Regions from separate parts of the Mus musculus genome. Here all the other regions are linked to region 2. A link is a contact called in public ChIA-PET data. All regions are on one chromosome and are shown on one strand. Each heading gives the region's core, a stretch centred on a gene start, on an enhancer-like site or on the middle of the called end of the contact. The rest is flanking DNA. Distances are from core to core; before and after follow the strand shown.

Region 1 (3,513 bases), core at 993-3,492, 800 kb before region 2:
ATATTCCTTTCATGATTCCATAATGTTTTGCTCTTACAATGTCTTGACAAAAAAAATCTCTAGGATGATTTTTGTTATGCATTTCGATTTTATGCATTTTGGAGATTCTTGAGTCCAAGGTATGATAGCTTAAGCTTTGTTGGTTCACATTACCAAACTGCCTCCTCTGGCTCAGCCAACACTGGTCCAAACATCTTTCCTTGTAAAATCCATCAAGAATCATTGACATTAAATGTCAACCTAGTGGACTTCCAAGTTAAACAAGCCCAACTTGTAAATCTTTAATGATGATGATCATTGAACCGAGTCATCCAAAAACCAAGTAATCTAGGATCCTACCTATATAGGTTGTTTAAAGCAATAAAATCAGAGACAGAGAGTCAAATGGTAGAGGAGAGGGATAGAGGAATTACTGTTAATGAGAGTGGAGTTCAGCCTGAGCCCACGAAGAGTTCTAGAGATGAGGGCTGGTAAAGACTGCATGAAGATACAAATGCAAAGGACACTGAACTAGACACAAACAGGGCTGAGGTCAAGGTCAACAACACTTCTCAATGACTGTTTCCTAACTCCCTGCCTTCCTTACCCATTAGCGTTGCAATGTCCAGAGTTTCCGGTTCCCAGTAAAGCCCAGGTGAACTGCTCGGATCCCTTCGGTACCTTGACGTACCAGTCAGTCTGCAGCTTTTCCTGTGATGAAGGCTCGCTCTTGGTGGGAGCAAGTGTGATAAGATGCCTGGCTACTGGACACTGGAATGGGGCTCCTCCCGAATGTCAAGGTAAGGATGGATTTCCCCCCATTTTTCTTAGCAGTAAGTTGAAGGCAATATTCTTAAAGGCTATATCTGAGGTGGTAACTGGATAAGGTGTACCTTGAGAAATTAGCGAGTGCTGTCTGTCCCTAACTCCTTCATCCTCTACCCCCAAGGATTCCAGATACAAATGTCGTCAGAGACTAAGCAAACATCATGAGTGTCAGGATATTTAGCAATGATAACAATGTGGTGACCTTTGCGGTGTCTTTATCAGAATCTACATCAGGACTGGCAGGCTCCTATCACAGTGGTACTCACTAAGCACGGGGTCCAGAAAGAGGACGGGAAAGAAAACTTAACTCTGAGTGTTGGCTCCAAGACTGATCTGACACTTTCTTGGTAGGGGTCATGGCATGTCCGGGAGGAATGAGAAAGGCAGAATTACAGAATCTAGAAGTAAGCATTCTCTGTTTAACACTGGAGAAACATAGTTAGGCTATAGTGTGGAGCACTGGGGAGAATCCGTGCCATGAACTGGAGATTAAAGCATTCTCGGAAGAAAGCAAAGCATAGCCTCATTAGGACAATTTATATCTATCTGTGTTAGACTCGGTGTTAAGAAGCCAGCATGTCCTGTGAGCACCATAACATCCTGTGTGAAGCAGAGCTGTTCTAGTCACCTGACTTTATAGTGTGTGATTTTCATATTTTCCCATTTCTTTCTCTTTCAATGTACCCAAAACTTTAGCCAAATTTATGACAAACACTTTTAACAAAACAAGATTTATATTTGTAAAATCTACAGATATATAGGAAAATAGAGACATTAAAATAGTCTCGTAAATATCAACCATCCAAAGGAAATATTTCTAAGTGCTTCTGATATGCTCTCATGCAATTTTTGTAATAGTATTTTATTGTGTATATTTGATTTTAACAATATACTTAATATGTGCAATGTGAAATATTTCTGTATCACTTAACTTAGTATGGGCTTTCAAATATATGAGTAAAAGCAAGCACGTTTTTCATGAAAAAGAAACCACTTGCTATTCAGGTCCCACAAGTGTTCTCACACACACACACACACACACACACACACACACACACACCATTATAAAGCAAACAATTCATGTATGAATAACTAATTAATTAATTAACAGCATAATACGATATCCTTCGTTCAAGGCATCAGAACCTAAGTCAAGTTCTGGAGTTGGGGTTGGGATTGAGGAACTGGGTCTGGATAGAACAGAGTGAGGCTCTGGGCTTGTCCCTTGCTCTTATCCTCACGACACTGAAGTCTATACAGCTTTGAGGAAGAGCTCCAAAATCCTCAGCAGGATTATCAGGAGGATCAGACCCTTCCAGGAAAGCTACTCATTGCTCCACAGTCCTGCCTGTGGGTGTTCACTGCCAGGGCCTGCCACTCACCACAGCTTCCTGTGACCTTCCAGTTCCCTTCTGCTTTTAGCCCTTTGTTTACTCTGAGGGAACTTTCTCCTCTTCTTACTGGGTGTGCATCAAGTGAAATACCCACATGCGGTTGAGGCAGGAAGGTACCACGAGGCCTGAAATCCACAAGCTATTGTGACACTTCCGAGGGAGAGAGCGTTATCAGATCATTTTCCTTGTCACCGTCCCCACAGCCCTCTACACTCATCCTTGCAAAGTCACTGGAGAGCTGGAAATGACTCTGCCATGACTTCACCAAAGCAAGGACCCACACCCTTTTCCCCTCTGCATTTCTGGCTTACAGCCTTCTCTCTCTCTCTCTCTCTCTCTCTCTCTCTCTCTCTCTCTCTCTCTCTCTGTCTCTCTCTCTACACACACACACACACACACACACACACTGAACACAGGAAGACTTTGCAAGTGGCAGACTGTATCTCAGTCTCTGTATAAGTTGATTAGAGTGAGAGGTGTACTGCCAGGGACGGTATGGAATGAAGGGACAAGAAAGGTGCAGACAGTACCTGGAAACAACAAGGACTGCTGCCCCATTTCCTCTGATTTAAAGCCATATACTGCATAACCAAGACAAGGAGCAGAAGTCCCCGAGACCGTGTTTACACTTAGCCCTTCCCTTCCGAGTGTCAGCATGATTCATCTGGGCTTCATTGCGTCAAGTGACATACCCACATGTGGTTAAGGCAGGAAGGTACCACGAGCTCCCTCGAGAGAGGTCCACCTTGACAGCTACTGACATTGGCACCGAGAATCTGTTCGCTCTCGATCTGACTAAGTCGTTAAGATATCAAGATTCAGAGAGGTTAAGTGGCTTGTCCAAAGTCATAAAGTGTCAGTCCCAATCCAAGCCAGTCTCCAAGCACCTCAGACTTGTGTTTATATATGCTGCCAAATAACTGGGAGACCTGATTTCATTATCTTGGCGGGTCATTTATGCCTGGTCCTGCAGGTTGAGACTTCTGGGAAGTGGTGAAAATTGTCATTTACAGACAACCAATGAAATATGTATCCACTTTATTCCCTTTTACATTTAATCTTTGAGTGTGGCCTAAGTGTGACTTGCTATATAAATAAAAAGTACTGTGAGGCAAGAGTCACAGATTTTCATTGAAAATAAAGCATCCACGGCTGCAAAGGGGTCACCGTGCATAGTATAAGCTAAGACGTAGACCCAGATTCTCTCACCACTGGCTGGGAAAGAGAAAGAAATCACCCCCACTTTCACCTCTAAGTTCTTGGCATTGTTTGCTGGAAACATCATCCGGTTTGTTTCTCAAGAAGACATCAA
Region 2 (3,556 bases), core at 163-2,662:
GAACATTCTTTACCCAGCCAATATCCTATGCTGAACTACTCTGGACTCAATAGAAAAAGGAATTCTGGTCTCTTTCAGCTTTCCATCACTATTAAGAACGGTATTTCTACGTGTCAAGTGCACGTGGCTACCCAAGGCTGGCAGAGCCCTATTGTCTTCTATACCTAGAAACTTGCTGTTTCTCAGCAATGTTAGGTGGTCTATTAAAACATTTGCAGAATTAAGTCAAAGCAAAAATTACTTTTGTCCCATTTGGCATACACTAAAAACCACCAAAGCTTTCCAAACCTCCTTTGAGTAGAAAATTTGCAAAACTGAGAGCAAGACCACCTTTCCTCCAGCTCTCACAGACCACCTCCAGGCCTGCCCTATCCTGAGTCCAGCCGGACAGGACACCTGTCAACTCAAAATGCCATTCCTTTAGCAGCATGTAACCTAACAGAATATCCTTGAAGGTTTTTTTCTTTGTCAATATTCCTGCTTTCACCCAATGTCAAGGATTTCCAGCCTGTTTCCTTTACTCCCTTTATGCCCATGTAGAATCTCTGATAAAATTATAATATTATAGTCTAAGTGTGCAGAACAGAATACAAATAGATCTGTAAGTCAACTCCAGCCAGTAGGAAAAGGTGACCTTTTAGGAAACATCAGCCGAACAATGAGCTCAGTGCTTTTGCATCTTACCTGGGAATATCTTCCAGGCTCATTTGTCACTGTGAATTATCTGTTACTCTCAGTATCAAAGGCTGTCTTACAAACTCAAGAACTCTATCATAAGTTATAATATTCTCAACAATATTGGCAGACTCCTCCATTTAGTTGAGAATAATATTGGTTCTCTTGATATGAAGTTATGAACTTCTGGTCACCTTTTTCTTGTCTTTTGCAAGTAGAAAGCATTGATTTGCTTCTGAACATATGCCTTTGAGCACATTCCCCACTGTGAAGAAACTCTAAGAGTCTGATAATTTATCAAATCAATTTTAAGTAAACAAAAGCAAGACTCATTTGCAAGCATTGCCAGAATTAATAAAAATATCATTCTAAGGATATTTAATGTGCTTAAGTAATCATCAGTAAAAAAAAATCAGATTATTCCATTTTAATTTCAGCTCACAGTGTTGAGATATATAGACAGAATATTCAACTTTAAATAAATAAACATGAGTCCAAACTATCTGAGTTGAAATTAGCACTTCCCATTCTGTATATGAAGTTTGAGGCTTACCTGGAGAAAGCAGTTATTCTAATCAAAACCCAAGTCAAACCTAGCATATGAGCCCACCTCTTCTTTATCCCATTAATATCTGCTCAGCTTACCTTCCACAACCCATGGGGTGAGGCAGCAGACTCCCAGGAAAGTCAGGAGGAGAAGTCTCATGGCTGAGGTCTTGCTGGGCTGTGCAAGAAGAATGTGGAGCAGACTCCCCAGGAGCCCCTTTTATTACCCTCAATGGTCAGCACACTTCCTGGGTTGCGAGGGGCTTTCGGGGTGGGTGTGGAATCACGGAAAGTCTTTGCAATGATGATGATATTTTCTGTCTCTCTCTCTCTTTTTTTTTTTTAAATTTAAACACAAGTTCCTTTGCCTTGTTCACACCAACATGAGACCTTGTGGCCTTTTCTTCTCCCTGTGTGGTTAATGTGTCATTGAAACTAAATGTGAGCATGAGATGAAGTGTAGTTGTCTTTTTTTTTTTTTATACAGTTGTGAAGCTAAGGTCGGATCTTCCATCCTGAAGCCAGTCCGTGTCATGGCTCAGTGTGATAACTGGGCAAAGGAAATGAGGTGGTGTGGTCACGGTGGTCCATCCCACCTGCTGCCTGGGACTGAAGGCGTCGACAACCACAAATCAGCCCCCCGTGGCCCTGCCTGACTCCACAGGAAAGCAAAGAGCTTGCTGCTGTTCTGGCTTCTCCTTCTTCATCTCCTTCTTCCTTAGCTTTGCTCAGGTTGCACCCATTTCTTCAACAGGAGGAGGAGCAACAGCATATCTCTATGCATGCTTGCTGGTTGGGGGAAACAGACATACACTGGTCTGGTTAAGCTTATTGCTGTTCTACAATCTTATCTTAGAAAGAAAAAAAAGACTTCTATCCCCAGCACCCGCATCTGTGCCCTTCACAGTCACTTATCAGCCCTGCTCCAGGGGATCTGATAGCCTCCTCTGATCTCCATGAGCACCTGACTACAGGTGCAGGTAGACTCACATACATACAAGTAAGTAAATAGAATAAAAGCTCCAGAAGTCTCCCTTCTAAGGGTGTTCGTGTACACAATCATGATCATGACAATTGCTGTTTCAGCAAACTAAAAAGTTAAATAGCTGCTCCTGTTTCTTCTGTCTTTGCTCTTGTACTTTGAGCAAGCTTTCATGCATTAAATAGCCTCCTCTGCTACTACAACACAGATACAGCTCTAAGGCTATTTTTTTCAATAGTATAATCTGGCCTGATTCCATTAATAATTTGGAAGATGGATAGTGGGAGAAAGCATACTGCTGTACTTGTAGCTCTTGCTACCTTTATATAATCTTCCCAAAATATAGTTTTCATTTGCAATGTCTCCAACAGAGATTAAGTATATCGATTATACCAACCTTTCTGATATTCCATTTTAGTTTTGTTTCTTAGTTTATATAGTTGTCAATAAAATATGCTTACTGATACTCTGTATTCTATAAGATTTTTCATTAATATTAGAGATATAAAATAAATTTATATTTCCATGAGGATCATAAATTAATCTCTAAGAAGTTTTTGATTAATGCCAGTCAAGCCAAGCAGACTTCATCTGCACTCTCAGAATGTATTTTAAGCTCTTTCTACAACTGTACCACTTAAACCCTGAACACATTTGCTATTCAAATGGCTGTTCCTGCCTCATATGGACTAATGAGTGTGCTGTTATGCTGTCCCGATTCTAAAATACAAATATGGCATCTTAGACTCGCTCGAGAAAGTCTTGGGCACTGTTAATAGGAATGCTGGTTAGTATAACCCTTATAGAGAACTGTATGGAGCCCTCAGAAAACTTAAAACTACTTAGCCGAGTGGTGTGGCAAACACCTTTAATTCTAGCATCTGGAGGCAGGTTGATCTCTGAGTATGAGTTCAGCTTGGTCTACAGAGAGAGTTCTAGGACAGCCAGGGCTACAGAAAGAAATCCTGTCTCACAAAAATAAATAAATAAATAAATAAATAAATAAATAAATAAACAAATAAGCAAACTACTATATAACTAATATGGAGAATGGGGTGGCAGGGCTCAGGAAACCTAAAAAATAAAACTGCCATGTGATCCTGCAATCCCACCTCTCTCAAAAGAATGAAAAACAGGATTGTGGGAGGATTTGTACTTCAGCATTTCTTTTGGCACTATCAGCAATAACTGCAACATGGAGTCCATCAAGGCATGGCTTGATCTTGAAAACGTGATCAATGAAACTATAGTGTATTATGGTAAGTGACATGAGCCAGGCACTGAAAGACAAATTTTCTATAACCTCACTCACATATTAAATTAAAAAAAAATACCTGCTCCTATAGAAAGAGA
Region 3 (3,321 bases), core at 717-3,216, 870 kb before region 2:
GTAGGCCTGTGGGCAGACGTGATCTAATTTGTTATCATTCTGAGCTAGGGCATACGTTTAACAGTGGTCTAGGATGCTGATATTCCTGATTCTTACGCTGTGAATCCTGAGCTGAATTGCATCACTAAGTCTCCTGGTCCTTCACTTGCATACATACTTCCTGTTTTTCAGAAAGCCCAGTCATTGTTTCAGCCTCCTAAGTTATTGACGGAGCTGTTACACCCATGAACTTACATGACAAACACCATGACATGTATGTGCCAACACACACACACACACACACACACACACACACACACACACACACAAAAATATAAAATAGTAATAACAATAACAACACTACAAGTTAGCAGGTCATATTAATTACCTTTGAAAGTCTAAAATACTACAGAGATAGGCATGGTTATCTGAATGAGTTCAAGCCAGAAAGACCAGTAAACATTCCAACAAGCAAGACTACTTAGACTCCATAGATTATAAAGAAGCAAGCAAGCATGTGAAGTTGGGGGATATGTTGGTGAGTTTCCAGGGAATGACAAGCAGTGGGAGATGGGGGTGGATTAAGCACCAAGGAACTATGAAATTACTTAAGAACAAATACATTAAAAAATGAGACTAGTAATAGTTACTCCTCTGTAGCATTTTAGACTTTCTTTTTTATTATTATTATTATTTTGTTTTGTTTTAGGTTTTTTTTTCCCCCCGAGACAAGGTTTCTCTGTATAGCTCTGGTTATCCTGTAGACCAGGCTGGCCTCGAACTCAGAAATCTGCCTGCCTCTGCCTCCCAAGTGCTGGGATTAAAGGCGTGCGCCACCACTGCTCAGCTTTTTTTTTTTTTTGGTTTGTTTTTGTTTTTTGTTTTTGTTTTTCGAGACAGAGTTTCTCTGTAGCCCTGGCTGTCCTGGAACTCACTCTGTAGACCAGGCTGGCCTTGAACTCAGAAATCTGCCTGCCTCTGTCTCCCAAATGCTGGGATTAAAGGCGTGCGCCACCACTGCCCCATTTTAGACTTTCAAAGGTAATTAAGATGACCTGTTAAGTTCTAGTGTTGTTATTGTTGCTACTACATTATATTTGTGTGTGTGTGTCTGTGTGTATGTTGACACATACATGCCATTTTTTGTCATTATTACTAACTTTCTTACAGTTTAAATACTATTATGTCAGTGACTTCCTCCAGATTGCTTTTGAATGGCTGAATTCAAACTTTATATGCTGTCTTACCCTCTTCACACTTTCTACTCAAGGTATTTCTAGGTCCCCCAACCTCTCTAAGTTAGAGCCCTGGGATTTTATTTAGGATTTTGCTTTCAGAAGAGCCATTAACAAGGACTTCCACTAGGGGGTGAACGAGGAAAGAGGAAGGAGAGGAACTAAGTTGGGTCAAGTCTTCCAGAAAGCTCCCGAAGTTCAAGAGCAAGTGAACTAGCTCTGAAATAAGTTTTTAATCTATGGTACGACCAGGGTCCCCTACCCCATGGTCGGGAGTTTATAAACAAAACAAGGAACACAAAGGAAAGTGGGGTGGGAAGGGAGAAGAATGGAAGGGAAGGGAGGAGAAAAAAGGGGAGGGGAAGGGAAGGTAGAGGAGGGGAAGGGTAGGGAAGGGAAGGGACGGGAAGGAGGCATAGGTAACCAGAAAGGACTAAGAGGATGTGGGGAAGAATCCAGTTGCCATTGCTTCTTTTTTTTTTTTCTATTTTTTTTTTTTAATTTGGGGGATTATAATATAATTACAATATCTCTCCCTTTCCTTTCCTCCTTCCAAACTGGGGATATCCTGAGCAGGGGGCATAGCTTCTGGTCCACTACTGTGTTCTTGGGGCAAATGATTGAGCCCAGATTAGGAAAGGGGTGGGGAGAGAGAGATAGAGAGAGAGAGAGAGAGAAGAGAAAGAGGAAGAATTGGGGGCGGAGGATGTGAGGCTGGGCTGGAGAAATGAAAGAAAGCAAACCCCACTGGTGACATTGGCACATTCTTCCTGAGCGCAGCACGCCCTCCTTGTGCAAGAACTCTGAGCCCCAGGTGCAGGAGGCTGAGGCCTGCAGAGAGACTTGCAGAGAGACCCAGCAAGCCATGGTGAGCATCCCAGCCTATAAGAGATCTCTAGATATTCAAAATTTTCCTTGGGGTTGAAGAGGCAGGTGGCAAGGGGGCAAGAAGCTATCATTTCTGCGTTTAAGAAATATAGAAACCAACAAACAAGAACAAGAACAACAACAACAACAAAACCCCTACGCATGCTGTCTCAAGAAAATGACTCTAGACTCTTTCTTGCTGATTTTCTCCCTTGGTGTTTGCTTTGATGGAATGCTGGAAGGGGCACAGATAAGATTAGACCTTTGCGGTGACACAGAGTGACTCCCTGAGGAGTGATATACATCCAAAACTACAGTTTTAAGATGTGCAGAAAGCCTATGGCTTTGTTGTTTGAGTTATTAAAAATATATTGCTTCTTACTTGAAAAAAGCAATGCTTGCCTTTCCTGGCTTCTGGCTACATCATTCTTTCATATATTTGAGGTATGGCTCCTTCATGACCCAGCGTGAAAGGCAAATGTGAGTGTCACTGGTTCATTAGACCCCAAGAGCATTAAAAACAAGAGCATTAAAAAAATTAAGATTCTGTTTGATTTAAAGCTCAGTCGAAAAGTAGGTACAAAGAATACCGAAATATCGGAAAGCATAACATTAATCATGATCAACAACCTGGGACTGAAACCTGGAAGGAAAATGAAATAAAGTAGTGTACCAGTGTGTAATGAAGTAGATGCCATAATTTTCAGCCATGACACCCACCCCCCCCCAAATAGTTTACCTTGGATACGGTTGATAGTGGGCTGATGGGCTTTATCTGTGAATTGAAGAAGTGCCAGGGCACTGCCTCATGGTGCTATAAGTTTGCAGTTCAGAGTTTAAATATTTTGCACTTCATTTACAGGTGTTTCCATGGAGATGTGAGGGTACTTACTGGGGCTCGAGGAACATCCTGAAGCTGTGGGTCTGGACACTGCTCTGTTGTGGTATGTCCTTTGTTTTTGGCTAAGCCTTAGGCAGTGATTGTTCTTTTCTTAAATATTCATTGAAAGTACATAGTTGCAGGGAATACAATCAGGTAGATGGCTATTAATTCTTTTTTTTGTTGCTTTTTTGTTTTATTTTTTTTTTTGTTTTTGTATTTTTTATTTTTGGCTATTAATTCTTTTAAGGACTCTCATTCTTTCTCTGACCTTCAGAACTTTTCTGAGTCCCCCTAATACCAGCTTAGCATTGACATTCTCTAGTGATGTGCCCAAATCCTGATATCTACACAATAGTC

Evidence for each region. ChIA-PET counts read pairs in DNA pulled down with a chosen protein or histone mark.
Region 1: an RNA polymerase II ChIA-PET map of memory CD8 T cells shows a contact between it and region 2, with 10 read pairs. The contact joins the enhancer-like site here to the promoter of Xcl1 in region 2. A contact is called at or near these places in 4 of 39 promoter capture datasets (embryonic stem cells, liver, pre-B cells and 1 more) and 1 of 115 datasets of contacts at active chromatin or transcription factors (memory CD8 T cells).
Region 3: a contact with region 2 is called in an RNA polymerase II ChIA-PET map of memory CD8 T cells, with 10 read pairs. The contact joins the promoter of Sell here to the promoter of Xcl1 in region 2. A contact is called at or near these places in 2 of 39 promoter capture datasets (the 3T3-L1 cell line and pre-B cells) and 1 of 115 datasets of contacts at active chromatin or transcription factors (memory CD8 T cells).

Annotation. Positions count from the first base shown.
Region 1 is chr1:164,133,274-164,136,786 of GRCm38.p6, forward strand. It overlaps Selp (selectin, platelet), which reads left to right. Exons shown (of 16, transcript NM_011347.2): 8 at 594-779. Among named protein-coding and RNA genes, the nearest start is that of F5, 17 kb to the right of the region's middle. Within about 2 kb of position 2,243, at least 142 of the 459 cell types and tissues checked have an H3K27ac peak or open chromatin away from gene starts, as enhancers often do. A contact at or near this core is called in memory CD8 T cells, where this site is marked.
Region 2 is chr1:164,934,110-164,937,665 of GRCm38.p6, forward strand. It overlaps Xcl1 (chemokine (C motif) ligand 1), which reads right to left and starts at 1,413. Exons shown (of 3, transcript NM_008510.2): 1 at 1,321-1,413. The coding sequence starts at 1,381.
Region 3 is chr1:164,060,110-164,063,430 of GRCm38.p6, forward strand. It overlaps Sell (selectin, lymphocyte), which reads left to right and starts at 1,967. Exons shown (of 9, transcript NM_011346.2): 1 at 1,967-2,082; 2 at 2,944-3,025. The coding sequence starts at 2,080. It overlaps Gm51665 (a long non-coding RNA gene), which reads right to left and starts at 2,883. Exons shown (of 2, transcript XR_003948100.1): 1 at 2,821-2,883.